Linked DNA regions of Sus scrofa: region 2 is linked to region 1. Evidence: chromatin contacts called from public Hi-C data. All regions are on one chromosome and are shown on one strand. The core of a region is the stretch at or near the end of the contact, and the rest is flanking DNA. Distances in the headings are between cores, read along the strand shown.

The links. Hi-C and Micro-C count contacts between places; a contact is called where the count stands out from the background.
Region 2: a contact with region 1 is called in a Hi-C map of retroperitoneal adipose tissue, with 1.7 times the contacts expected there. The contact joins the enhancer-like site here to the promoter of AFDN in region 1. A contact is called at or near these places in 8 of 47 Hi-C or Micro-C datasets (embryonic fibroblasts, epiblast stem cells, fetal skeletal muscle and 4 more) and 2 of 2 datasets of contacts at active chromatin or transcription factors (alveolar macrophages and skeletal muscle).

The regions. Positions count from the first base shown.
Region 1 is chr1:1,696,171-1,702,703 of Sscrofa11.1, forward strand. It overlaps AFDN (afadin), which reads right to left and starts at 2,304. Exons shown (of 32, transcript XM_021085839.1): 1 at 2,174-2,304. The coding sequence starts at 2,278.
Region 2 is chr1:1,772,438-1,778,970 of Sscrofa11.1, forward strand. No RefSeq gene overlaps it. Among named protein-coding and RNA genes, the nearest start is that of AFDN, 77 kb to the left of the region's middle. Within about 2 kb of position 2,959, at least 23 of the 83 cell types and tissues checked have an H3K27ac peak or open chromatin away from gene starts, as enhancers often do. A contact at or near this core is called in alveolar macrophages, liver, retroperitoneal adipose tissue and 1 more, where this site is marked.

The DNA.
Region 1 (6,533 bases), core at 1,054-3,553:
ACTCATTTTTTCAAACATTAAAAAATTTCAGACAAAAAAGTGTAGCTAGAAATTGAAACCGCTGGCCTTGATATATTGGTTTAGAGAATTAACTTGAGTTTAAACCCACATCACAATTAAAGATACGTGCTAAAAGTAAAGCTTAAATTTCCCAGACCACAACAAACTTAACAGCACGCAAAGGTTCTCCAGAAAACAAAAAGCAAAGTGTGAACTAGGTACTGGACAACGTAACGGCTAAGACAAATAACACGGACGTTTGAGAAAAACAACTTGTTTCATTACGAAAGGCTTTCTGACACAACCCTGGAGAATCATTTCTAAAAATATTATATATGTATTTACGAGTGGGAGGGAGAAATTATTTCATATTACACTAAATGAAATAGTCATTTTCAAAAAATGTCCTTCAACCCCTGCTTTGCTTCAACACGTATGGACAGCAACTTTTCACCCATGGAATAACTAGGTGAATAACAGTCCAGTTTTATTTCAATAATTACTCATGTATCTAAGAAAATAGAGGTTTCAATCGAGTGTTTAAAAATAGAATTTAATGAAATCCATGAACTCTAAGCCATTTCTGATTCAGGATTTTTAAATGCCAACTGAACTTAAAATCCCAAAATGTAAACTGAATTAGCTATTACTAAACTGAAAAATAAATTTCTTTTATCAACCAGACTTGGGAATCTCTGAAAAAACAATTACAAATAGTTCCATTCAAACAAAAAAAAAAACACAAAACAACTAAGTACCAAAATAACATTTTACATCTGAATTTTTTAAACCAGAGATACGAAAAATGAACTCATTATTCTGAAAAGACAACATAATCCTGAAGGCTAAATTACTGCATGTCACCTTTCAAAAGACACGCTAATAAGCCTATGAATGAACACTTAACGACTTATTATTAATGTGCTTACCAGCATCTAACTCATAAAATCATCAGAGATGATGAGTGGTGAATCAGGAGTAACTTATGATCAGTGTTCAAACTGGCAACCTGAACCTAGCACTTTGCATTAGCATTCCACCGAGGATTAAGATGAATGGCTTTGCCCAGGAAGGCAGGAGAAATGGAATCTTTGCCACTACAGGCAAAATTTTACTTTACATCCAGAAAGTAAAAGTCAACCTTATTCAAAACACAAACTGGGGTTTAATCAGAAAAGGGATTAAATTTCATGAGACAGCTCAAATGTGCAAACAGGACTGGTGTCCAAAAGCTGACATTTTAGTAAATATACTGAGTTACCCATGAGAACAAGTCAGAAATAGGCGCTATCAAAATGATTCCCCAAGAGAACATAAATCCTGTGTAAGGTGTATGTCGTGCAGGCACCACCTCCACCTGAGAGGAAGCAAGCCCCGCACGTTCACTAGGACCGGCCTGCCGGGTCTCCCCAGGAGCCTCACCTCCACGCTGCTCCCACTGCCCTCCCGTCCCAGCCGACGGGGAGGAAACCTGTTTTTTCCTTTTTTTTCCCAACTGTTCGGGACTCTCTCGGCAGCTTTGCTATAAACAACTACCATTGTCCCAGGCCTGGAGCAAGTGCGATTTCCTCCTTTTCTCAGGAGCACGCCCAGGACCGGCCACCCCCGGGGGCAGCGCCGCCGGCGGGGGCCCGAGGCCACCGCGCCAGTCCCCGACCCAGCCCCCGACCCAGCCCCCGGCCCTGCCCAGCCCCCCGGGCCCCCCGGCCCTGCCCCCGGCCCGGCCCCAGGCTCAGGCCAGCACCACCCGCGCCCAGCCCCCACCCCCGCCCGCGGCCCCCTCCCCCAGCCCCTCCCCTCCCGGGGCCCGGGCCGCCGCGGGCGCGCGCACGGCCGGCGCGGGGAGGGGCGCTCGCCCGTCCACCTGAGCGCAGGCAGCGAATGGGAGGCAACCTTCTTTCCCCCGGAGTTCAATTCCGGGCTGCGTTATCGGCAAACCCGCACAATTGGAACAACTTTGCCGACGTTTACTTGGCGCTCGCGGCCCGCCGCCCCCCGGGCCCCCACTGCGGCCGAGCGCCGCGGGCACATGCTCGCTCGCCCAGCGACAAAGGTCCGCGGGCCGGGCCGGCGGGCGGGAGACCACCGGGCCCCGCCCCGCCCCGCCCCCCCCCCCGCCGCCGGGGCGCAGGTGACCGGGCCCGCGCGGGGGGCGTCGCGGAGGCCGCGCTACCTCGGTGGGCTGGCTGATCTCGAACAGGTCCAGCCGGTTGGCGTTCCAGTGCTGGATGATGTCGGCCAGCTTCCGCCGCTCCTCGTCGCGGGCGCCCGCCGACATCCTCCGGCCGCGCGGGGCCCGGGGTCGGGGGCCCGGGTCGGGCGGGGGGCCGCGCGCCCGGGCTCCGTGGGCCCGGCTCGCCGCTCGGCCGCCTCGGCCCGGCTGCCCGCGCCCCGCTCGGCGCGCCGGCTCCGCGGCCCCGGCCCGGCCGCCTCAGCTCTCGGCTCCGCGGGCTCCTCAGCCGCCGCCTCCGGCCCCGCTCCGGCCGCCGCGGCCCCGCGCCTCAGCCGCCGCCGCCGCCGCCGGCCCGCCCCGCGTCAGCCCGCCGGCCGGTGTGCGCCCCGAGCGCCCGCCCGCACGCGCCGCCGCCCCGCCCGCCGTGCGCGCCCCCGCGCCCGCGCGCCCGCGCCCGCACCTCCGGCCTCCGCTAGGTGCTGCTGCGCCCGCCCGCGCGCCGGGCGCCCGGCCGCCGGCGCCCGGGCCGGCGCGCGCGGGCGGGGCTGGGTCGCGACGGGCCGTTCCGGGTCCGACCGGTGGGCCGGGTTCGGATGGAGCCAGGTGCGGGCGGGCGGTGCGGGTCCCACCGGTGGGCCGGGTTCGCACGGAACCAGGTTCGGCTGGGCGGTACCGGGTCCGACCGGTGGGCGGGGTTCCGACGACAGAACTGGGTCTGGCCAGTGGGCGGGGTCGGGCGGGCGGTACGGGTCCGACCGGTGGGCGGGGTTCAGATGGAACCAGGTTCGGGCGGGCGGTACGGGTCCGACCAGTGGGCGGGGTTCCGACGGGCAGAACTGGGTCTGGCCAGTGGGCGGGGCTCGGGCGGGCGCTACTGGGTCCGACCGGCAGACCGGGTTCGGGCGAGCTTGCTGGGCGGGCCGGCAGTGCGGGAGGGAGGGGACGCGGCGAGCCCCTTGGGGTGCCGACCGCCCCGCACCCCGCGGTCCGGCGCGGGCTCCGGTCCGTCCCTTCCGAGGAGCGCGCGTCATCGCTGCGGGTGTGGACTGGGGATCGTGCAGCGCCCCCGGCCGGGTGCCGGGCCCCGCGCCGCGCGTGCTTCTCCCGCAGTGTCGGGTCGGCAAGGCCGCCTCGCCGTGTGTCTCCTTGCAGAGGGTCCGCGAGCGCCCCACGGACTCGAGGCAGCACAAAGTTGCAGCCATGGGTCCCTTGAGGCGCCTCTGGGCGCAGGGAGATGCTGCCTCCGCCGCCTGACAGCCTCCGAGTGTCCTGGTGCCTGTGCAGACCTAAGGTTCATTTCCGTAGCAAGTTTGGTCCGTTTAGGAGTATTTATTTCATGAGGTGTTTTTTCTTTGATTGCCTCACCCCCAAAAATACTGGCTGCAGAACACCTGCCAGCAGCAGACTGTTTCTCCATGCGTTGCGCGCTCGGTAGGGCCGAGTCTCCTACGTTATTTGTGATGCGTAGTCACCAAAAGCCTTCATCTTTGAAATACCACAGCTAAGCAATGAAAATAGTGAGCCCTTCCTTGACAAAGCCGCTTTATTTTTGTCATGACTCTGTCTTTTCCAGCATGGAGAAGATTTTTCTCTCCACCAATTGGATCTCTTCTTTTCTGGGAAAGACCAGAGAATTGTGCCGACCCTGCTGGGTTTTGTCTTCAGCCCTCGTTTCTGCGGCGGAGAGCAGTACAGCTTCATAAGGCGGCTTTTCAGCAGAGAAGCCTGCGGTGTTGAACCAGTGCCACGGGGGGCGGGGGAGGGGGGGAGATTCTTCAATAGAGCTCGTCTTCTTTCTCAAAATTAAAGTGGTGACTTGCAGAAAAGCATATGTGTATAAACGACACGTCCATGTTCTGACATTCTGTTCCTTTAGGGCTTTTAGTTCCTGTGCTTCTATAGAGACTGAAGTTGGTTTTTGTTTTTTTTTTGGTTTGTTGGTTTGTTTGTTGTGGGGAACGTCGCCCTGTCCATACAGCTCAGAACTGTCTAGCTAGGTCGCACACATGCCACGTGGGTTGTCAGCCATAGTGTCAGCTGAATTGTAACAGTAAGAGCTTTATTCCTGATGATGCTATTACCAAGAATGACTTGTCTCTTAGAGCAAAGAATTTAGTTTTGCGAAGATGGCAACTAGATGGCTGATAGCCAGAGCAAGTACCTGTGGAAAATTTAATATTGCTGGATGATAAACATGAGCTCCCTGCAGTGTTATTTTTGTAATAAAAATATGTAGCCTACCTGAAATGCCTACCCTATGATGCAGGACACAGAGAAGGCTCTAAGTCGGTGTTAATTATTACTGTTTTTCTGACTCATTAAAAACCCCTGTTTGTGGAGTTCCCGTCGTGGCGCAGTGGTTAACGAATCCGACTAGGAACCATGAGGTTGCAGGTTCGGTCCCTGCCCTTGCTCAGTGGGTTAAGGATCCGGCGTTGCCGTGAGCTGTGGTGTAGGTTGCAGCCTCGGCTCGGATCCCGAGTTGCTGTGGCTCTGGCGTAGGCCGGTGGCTACAGCTCCGATTCAACCCCTAGCCTGGGAACCTCCATATGCCGCGGGAGCGGCCCAAGAAATAGCAACAACAACAACAACAAAGACAAAAAGACAAAAATAAATAAATAAATAAAAACCCCTGTTTGTGTTACACGTGAGTGGTGTAGGGAGTATACAGTTTGTAACAGCTCTCAGCCAACGTTCGTTTATTGACAAAGGTTTAAAAGCCATAGGCTCCCGATGATTCTTCAATCATGAAGAGCCTTGGAACCGGTATATATTTAGGCCATGAACATTTTCAAGCCAACAAATTCTTCTGCTAATTGTTGTTGTTCAAGCCCCCAGGAAAATGTGCTGAGATGTGTGTTAGTTTTGACACCACATGAGAAGAATAATAAGTAGGCATGCCATCCATCTTCTATCCTCAGTGCACCGTGAGTGCTGCTACATTTCGGGAATCGTATGTAAGTGCTCTTCCAGAAATGCTGTGTAAAGATCAAGTCGGGTGGGATTTATTGTCGACCCTGCCATATAGACAGAGAAACTGAGATGTGGGCTGAGGCGAAACTGAAGGTGAACGAAGCTGCAGTGGCTGAGGTTGAAGCGATTTTTAAAATTGATTTTCCAATTTATATATTTAACTTCTGGTTTTCTTTTTAAAAAGTATTATTTTGAGTTATACTGTTAAGAAAATTAAGAGCTCCTGTTTAAACCAGCATTGGAGTTCCCGTCGTGGCACAGCGGAAACAAATCGGACTAGGAACCATGAGGTTGCAGGTTCGATCCCTGGCCTCCTTCGGTGGGTTAAGGATCCCATGTTGCCTCGAGTTGTGGTGTAGGTCGCAGACACGGCTCGGATCTGATGCTGTGGCTGTGGTGTAGTCCAGCGGCAACAGCTCCAATTAGACCCCTAGCCTGGGAACCTCCATATGCCACTGGTGCAGCCCTAAAAAGACAAAAAAACAAAAACAAAAAAACAATCAGCATTGATCTACATATAGTTCTAAATATCTCTAAACCTTGGGGTTCCCATTGTGGCTCAGCTCTAACAAACCTGACTGATATCCATGAGGACTCAGTTCAATCCCTGGCCTCGCTCAGTAGGTTAAGGATCCAGTGTTGGTGTGAGCTGTGGTGCAGTTTGCAGATGCAGCGTGGATCCTGCATGGTTGTGGCTGTGGCGTAGGCTGGCAGCTACAGCTCTGATTCGGCCCCCACTCTTAGCCTGGGGCCTTCCGTGTGTCACAGATGCTGCCCTTAAAAAAAAAAAAAAAAAAAAAAAAGTCTCTAAAACTTCAGTCTACTTAAAACCTTTCAGTATCATGTAATGGGAATAAATATATAAGAACTAACAAATAATGATAATTTTAAAATATATTCTGCAATACTATGAAAACCAGGTTCTGAGAGCAAGCAAATGAAATAAACCTTGTCCTTGCCCCATCACAGGCTCTGGGACCAGAAAATGTCAGGGAAGTTATCAGAAGCTCAACCATCTGAGAAGGAAAAAGTGAAACAAATGTATCAACTGTGTGTAACTGTGCCAACTACATTTAGTGACCTGTAGGCCATTTTCTAGCCACTGATAGATTTCATGTTTCAGTATATTAACCCAATTTTTAAATACTCCATCTTGTAACTGTGAAAAGCATCGTATAAACCCTTCTACTAGATATATCAATTTAGAGGATGGTGTTTAAGCAAAAATTAAAGTAAAGAGGTATAATAATGGTTCAAAAAGGAGAATTTCTAAAAGAGACTATCTTCCTGAGTAGCCTAAGCAAGTGTAAATGAATTTAGTTAGTTAATCTAGACAGTTGAATAACCAAACTCTTCCTTTGCCCAACCCATAGCTAGAAAGGTCAGG
Region 2 (6,533 bases), core at 1,709-4,208, 77 kb after region 1:
GGTGCTTGCCAAGTATAGAAGCATGGCTGCTCCTTCAGGAAATAACGTGTGCGGTCCACGTAGGAATGTTCTCTGGTTTGTTTGTTTTTTTTTGTCCTTTTGCTTTTTTAGGGTCACACACGCGGCATATGGAGGTTCCCAGGCTAGGGATCCAATCGAAGCTGTAGCCGCTGGCTTACACTACAGCCACGGCCGCGCGGGATCTGAGCCGTGTCTGCAACCTACACCGCAGCTCACGGCAAGCTGGATCCTTAACCCACTGAGAGAGGCCAGGGACGGAACCCACAACCTCATGGTTCCTAGTTGGATTCGTTTCCGCTGCGCCACGACGGGAACTCCTGAATATTTTCTGCTTTAGTGTGTATCAGGAAAAGAGAATACTGAAGACCCATGACTTGGCAATTATTTCTGCTTAAGAAAAAGGCTATAGTATGTTTTTAAGTAAAAAAGTGAGTCAGTTTAAGGAAAAGCAATGGTGGTACCTGTGGTGAGAAAATACGGCCAAAATTACGGGAAAAAAATAAGCGAGTTTGAGAATAGTCCAGCAGGGATAGTACGTGCTCCTGATTGGGGGCTTCTTTCTCACACAACGTTTCTTCCCTTTCTTTTCAGGGTTCTGTCTGTCACCTCCCTCCTGTGACATCCGCACGCCCCGTAAAGGGACTTGTTCACTTTGCTCTTTTTGGTGTTTGGAAGATCACATATTATCTTGTTTTAGATTATACTGGTGCGTATATTTAAGATTTCTAAGTAATTATCTTACATATGTGTGTGTGTGTGTGTATCTATATATCTTACACACACACCACACACACACACACACACACACGTAGGCCTTGCTCACGGTGTGCAGAAGTTCCTGGGCCGGGGATCGAACCCGTGCCAGAGCAGTGACAATGTCAGTTCCTTAACCTGCTGGGCCACCAAGGACCTCCCTAATTTGTATTTTTGAAACCACACACAAGTGGGTCTTGTGCACGTGTGTGCAAGCGCCTTGTGTGTGTGCGTGCACTTACTGCATGTGTGCGTGTCCATGCGCAGGAGGAAGGCCCCGGAGGACTCTCTAGTCTCCTGCCTGCCCGCCCCCCTCCGCCCTCAGCCTTCGGCTGTTGTTCATTTCATCTGGGTTTCTCTTCCTGATGGCTTTTGTTGTCTCTTTGTATTTTTTGTAGATTTTTTGGGATCTCATTAGATTTTGAACTTTCTTTTTTTTTTTTTTTTTTTTTTTTTTTTTTTTTTTGTCTTTTTGCTATTTCTTTGAGCCGCTCCTGCGGCATGTGGAGGTTCCCAGGCTAGGGGTCGCATCGAAGCTGTAGCCGAAGCAACGCGGGATCCGAGCCGAGTCTGCAACGTACACCACAGCTCACGGCAACGCCGGATCGTTAACCCACTGAGCAAGGGCAGGGGTCGAACCCACAACCTCATGGTTCCTAGTCGGATTCGTTAACCACTGCGCCACGACGGGAACTCCAAGATTTTGAAGTTTCTTTTGTTAATTGGTCTCAGTGGCCTTGACAGCGTTTCTATGTGTGACATTTACTTTAGTTATTTTTTTCTTTTTTGGGTCATTTTGTCTTTTTAAGACCACACCAGCGGCATATGGAGTTTCCCAGGCTAGGGGTCTGATAGGATCCGTAGCCACCGGCCTACACCAGAGCCACAGCAATGCGGGATCCGAGCCTCGCCTGCGACCTACACCACAGCTCATGGCAACACCAGCTCCTCAACCCACTGAGCGGGGCCAGGGATCGAACACGCATCCTCATGGATTCTAGGCGGGATCGTTCACTGCTGCACCACGAAGGGACCTTGACATTTACTTTCTTGAGCTAATTTTTGCTCAAGAAATTGGCAAACATTTCAGTGGCTGAGACATCTTCATTTTTCTAGGAGGCGTATTCTTTGTAAGGTCTTGTGGATTTGACATGAATCCTGCTGCTTTTAACTAAATCGTCTTTTTTTGATCAAAGGACAAAACGACGATGTAAGCATGCCAGCCTGTCTTCACCCAGGAGCCCGAGCCTGCTTGCTCCGAGGTGTGAGACTTGCTTTCTTCTCCTTAGCACTCTTGGGCGTGCTCGCTGTAGGGCTGTGGCTTTACCATCCCATTTTTCTCTGCGGCGTTGCTGGTTTGATCCCCAGCCTGGCACAGCGGGTTAAGGAGTGTGCCAGGTAGGTCACACCTGTGGGTAGGTCACAGCTGTGGCTCAGATTCAGTCCCTGGCCGGGAATTTCCATGTGTCGCGGGTGCGGCCAAAAAAGGAAAAACAACACCCACAAGAACTCTTTACAAACAGCTTGGTTCCGTGGCCGCCTGGAGCCCTGTGTTGTAGAAATCTGAGAATCTGCATTTGTATTTCTTTGCCTGTAATTTTTTTCTCCTTCCGAGGGCTTATGGTATTTTAACCGTTACCCCCATTTGGCGGGATTGAGAAGGGGAGGAGAGATGTACTTTTATTGCTATTTACAAACCCTTATTTCAGCTCCTAAACTCAGTACCGATGGAGACAAATTCACACATGTCGTATTTTTAATAGGCCTGAGGACCAACACGTCAAAGTGCTGATCGTTCTCAGGAAAGACGTTTTCAGTGAAAAGCACCGGGGCCGACGCCGCTGTCCGCGGTTTTCCCTTTGCGGAGGGCGCAGAGCGGGAGGAAGGGCCCCGTTGCCGGGAAGGCGGGGGGAGCCTGGCAGCCACCCCCCGAAGTCGCATCAGGCTGCAGCCTTCCCGCTGGGTTGGTTCGGGGCCTGCGGGCCAGTGTTTGGGCCATGAAAGGGAATAGCTGGTGCCTTCAGCTACGCGAAACAGAAACTCTGACTCAAACTGGCTTTGAAAGAAAAAAGGAAACATCCTGCCTTGCACATCAGGAAGCAGGAAGCCCTGGGCGGGTGGGGAGTGCGGGTCTGTGAATCAGTGGGTCAGCCTGGCCATCGGCCATGCGAGGCTCCTCGTCCGAGGGCCGGTTTCCCCTGTCGTCAGAGGCTGAGGACAGCGGGGCTGGGCGGCGTCCTCCACCCCAGCCGGGGCCGTGGGGGTGGCGGGGTGTCTTTCTCTTCAGTCCGACAGGCTGTCCTCCCTGCGGGACCTAGCTGTCCCCTGGGGGCGCCTGCTGTGTGACCAGTGGCTTGTCAGTGGGTCAGGGCTCTTGAACCCTGGAGTGGGGCCCCAAGGCCCCGGGCATGTCTGATGCCCAAGGCTGCAGCCCCCAGTCCTTGTGGCAGGAGGACGCGGTTACGGGGGGAGGGGGTAGCAATGGGAACAAAACTGTGGTTCTGTCGGCCAGGGAGTGTGTCCCCGTGGATGGAGCTGGGACACAGACAGCTCACCCACTCTCATGTTCCCGCTGGTGTGGCCGGGGAAAAAAAACCCCACAGACTGGAGAATCAGCCCCAGGAACAGGGCTGTGCCTTGGAGCCCCAGAGGACAGGCGCTCAGGGGATGCTGGATTTGGAGTCTGGTCGGCGCTGAGTTGGGGACCTGGCCTGGACCCCAACCTGGGGCACACACTGCCCAGGAGTGGGAGCCTGGGAGCCCCGTGCAGGCTCCTGGGCTCTGGGGGCAGTGGCCACGATGTCTGGGGCCCAGCACACAGTCTCCGTCCTGCTCCTGGCCAGCACGCAGGTGCAGAGCGTCCCGGCTAGTGAGCGCCCCTGTGGGTGGAGTCAGAGCAGCACCCAGCCTGCTGGACCCTGCTGGGCCTCGCCACGTGGCTGGCCCCAGACCCAGGCTCCTTCCCTTCCCCAGCCTGCTCCCTGGTCCACCCTCCCTCCCCCACCCAGGGCCCTGGCCCTCTCACTCCCTTTCCCTGCTCTCGGCCGCCACCTGGCACGTCCTGGCACGTCTGACATCAAACCCCAGAACAGCTCTCCCGGGTGGGCGGTGGCTGTCCCGCATGCGCGTCCCTGTCCAGCGGGGCAGGCGTGCGCAGCCGGTCCTCCTCCAGGCTGCTCACCTCCTGCTCACCTCTCCGGACACCCCAGGAGTGTCCGGCTAAGCACGCAGTCTCGGGAGACAGACGGCCGGGCTCAGATGTCAGGCCTGCTCCCAGGTGGACGGACTGGCCACAGCCTCGGGATTTCACCACCTGGGAAGGAAGGTGGTCGTTACCGTCTGTGCAGTAGGCGTTAGATTAAAGAGGGACTCTGAAGTCGTCGAGAGCCCAAGTGACCCACGTGCTGTGTCATCACTATCCCCCTTCCGTGCCCTGTGGAGGCAGAGTCACGGGCACCCAGGTCGGGAAGCCTGGAGCAACGGCTGTGGGCGTCGCAGCTCCTGGGGGACTTGCTGGAGGTTAATGCTCTTGTTACACCCCTTCCCCAGAAAGAACCAAGGGAGGGAGAGAGACAGCGAGAGGGAGAAGCGGGGGCGGGAGGGAGGGAGGGAGGAGGTGGGAAGAAAGGAAGCCTCAGGCATCATCTGGCAGCGGGACCAGGAGCTGCGCTCCCACGGGGTCGCAGCTCAGAAGGGAGGCGCTTTGGCAGCCAGATGGTGCTGCTGAAAGGACAGTGGCAGCAATTTGGGGGTGACGGCCCCCTGGCGTTGCCTCGGATCCTGATTTGCTGTAACAAAGCAAATATTCTGTGTTACACACACGGCCTTTTCAGAGGACACAGAGGACGTCGCGGAGGCTGGAAGAGGGTGAAGATGCTGTAGAAATTATCTCATTAGTTTTCTTCGTCAAGGCAAAAATCGTTTTGTACATAAATTCTATGATAAATGAAATTAGCTTTGAATTTGAGGGTCATTGGATGAATAAAAATACGCTCTAGTGTGTATTCGAAACGGATGCTTTCCCAGCACAAAGGGAATCCTTTGCCAAGTGTGTTTTGCACAGCCCACATCCCTCCTCTTCCTTTTTGGGAAAAGAAAAAAAAAAAAGGAAAGAAGAACTGTTGGGGAAAAAAGGAAAGCAGAACTTGGCACGGCCTAGTCGCATCAGAGAAATAATCCTGCAAGGTCCAGGTCGATAACAGACGAGGTGAGCCCGGGGTTTCAGGGAGTCCCCTTCTTAGTACAAAGCACAAAGCAATTTAAAAAATCATATAAAGATAACTTTACGTTGAAAACAACCCTCTTTATTGCTCCCCCTGCTGACTGTAAAATAAATACAATCTAGTGAGAAAAAAAAGAGAGAAGTGGGAAAGACGGGAAGATGAAAATTTCCGTAACCACCGTCCTGCCCACCCCCAGCCGAAGAGCCACAGTCAGGGCCTGCGGAACCGTCCCCATTGGTTTTTTGGCGCCTGAACTGAAACCGAGATGGCGTGTGAATGAATTCCCATGAGACGTGATGTCCCGTCGTACAGGGGACTCTGTTACCTTTCTTACTTCCTGTCGGGGACGTCTTTCCCCACCGGTGACCACAGATCGTTACTCTGGCAGCCACATCGCACGGCTCCACCAGGACTTAGGACCCAAGCCCGTGGGGACCCGTCCTCGGGCCTCCCCCAGCTCTGCTGACCTGTCCGTGTACATAAACCTGTGAGTCCAGGAGACGACTTCGGGGCAGCCTCCCAGGGGTCGGTGTGCCCTCTCCAAGCCCCACCAGGGAGCGGGGGTGGGGGCCGAGCTCTGTGGGCTTCAGAGGAACAGAGGCTTGGTTTTGGAGCAGCCTGTGGGGTTCTGTTCTCCAGGCCCACAGGAAGGAGGAGGCTCGGTCCCCAGACGGGAGGGAGAAGTAACCCCTCTGTGTAAGCCCAGGTCATCGCCGTGCAGGAGGAGCCTGCAAACTCCCAGACCCAGACGACGCTCTGCTCTCGTGGTTTTAGCCATTTCTCCCAGCCTGGCGCTAAGACCCTCCGAGTGCCCTGGGACGCAGGCTCTGCCACCCAAATCCAGACGCCTGCCATCTGAGGACACGGATCTGGGCTCTGCTGTCCATTGCTCGGGCCGGGGGCGGGGTCCTCTGTGTATTTGTTGCATTCTGCTTGTGTTTGGACTTAGTGTGGCCAGCTCGTACTGGTATTTCTACCTGCCACGATTTTCCTTGCCTTTTTCAGTTTTAAGTTTTTGCCTTTTATTGAAACGATCTGGCTCTCCTGTCCCCTGTTTCCTCCGGAGGCTGGAAGGTGTAGGGTCTCCAGCTATGCTTTCAGGGCTGACCCTACACGGCCTCGCCGGCCCCTCTATTAGCAAGAGCGCCGAGATGCTCAAGGCGCTCAAGGCACTCAAGGCGCGGAGACACCCGGCTCCTGCGCCCGCCGCACCACTCCCTGGTTCTGCTCTACGTGCAAGTGATTCCGAGCCCCAGCCATTACGGTTCGGGTTCGGATGGCAGACATGCGCTGTCCGTGTTTATTCGCGGTCACCGGGCGGTTTAGACTTGTCACCGCTCGCTCTTCCTACCAGATCCGCTTCCCATCTGGCTCTAAAGCTCCTCTGACGGAATGCGGGTCTCCCCAGCCGTTTCACGCGGGGCTGCAGGTGGGACCCTCATTCTTTGTCTGGAAACGGCCTCTCTCTTGTGCAGAACCGTCGTTTAGCTCCACGTGGTTTCGGGAGAATTCTGGGGTCGGTCCCATCACAGGTGT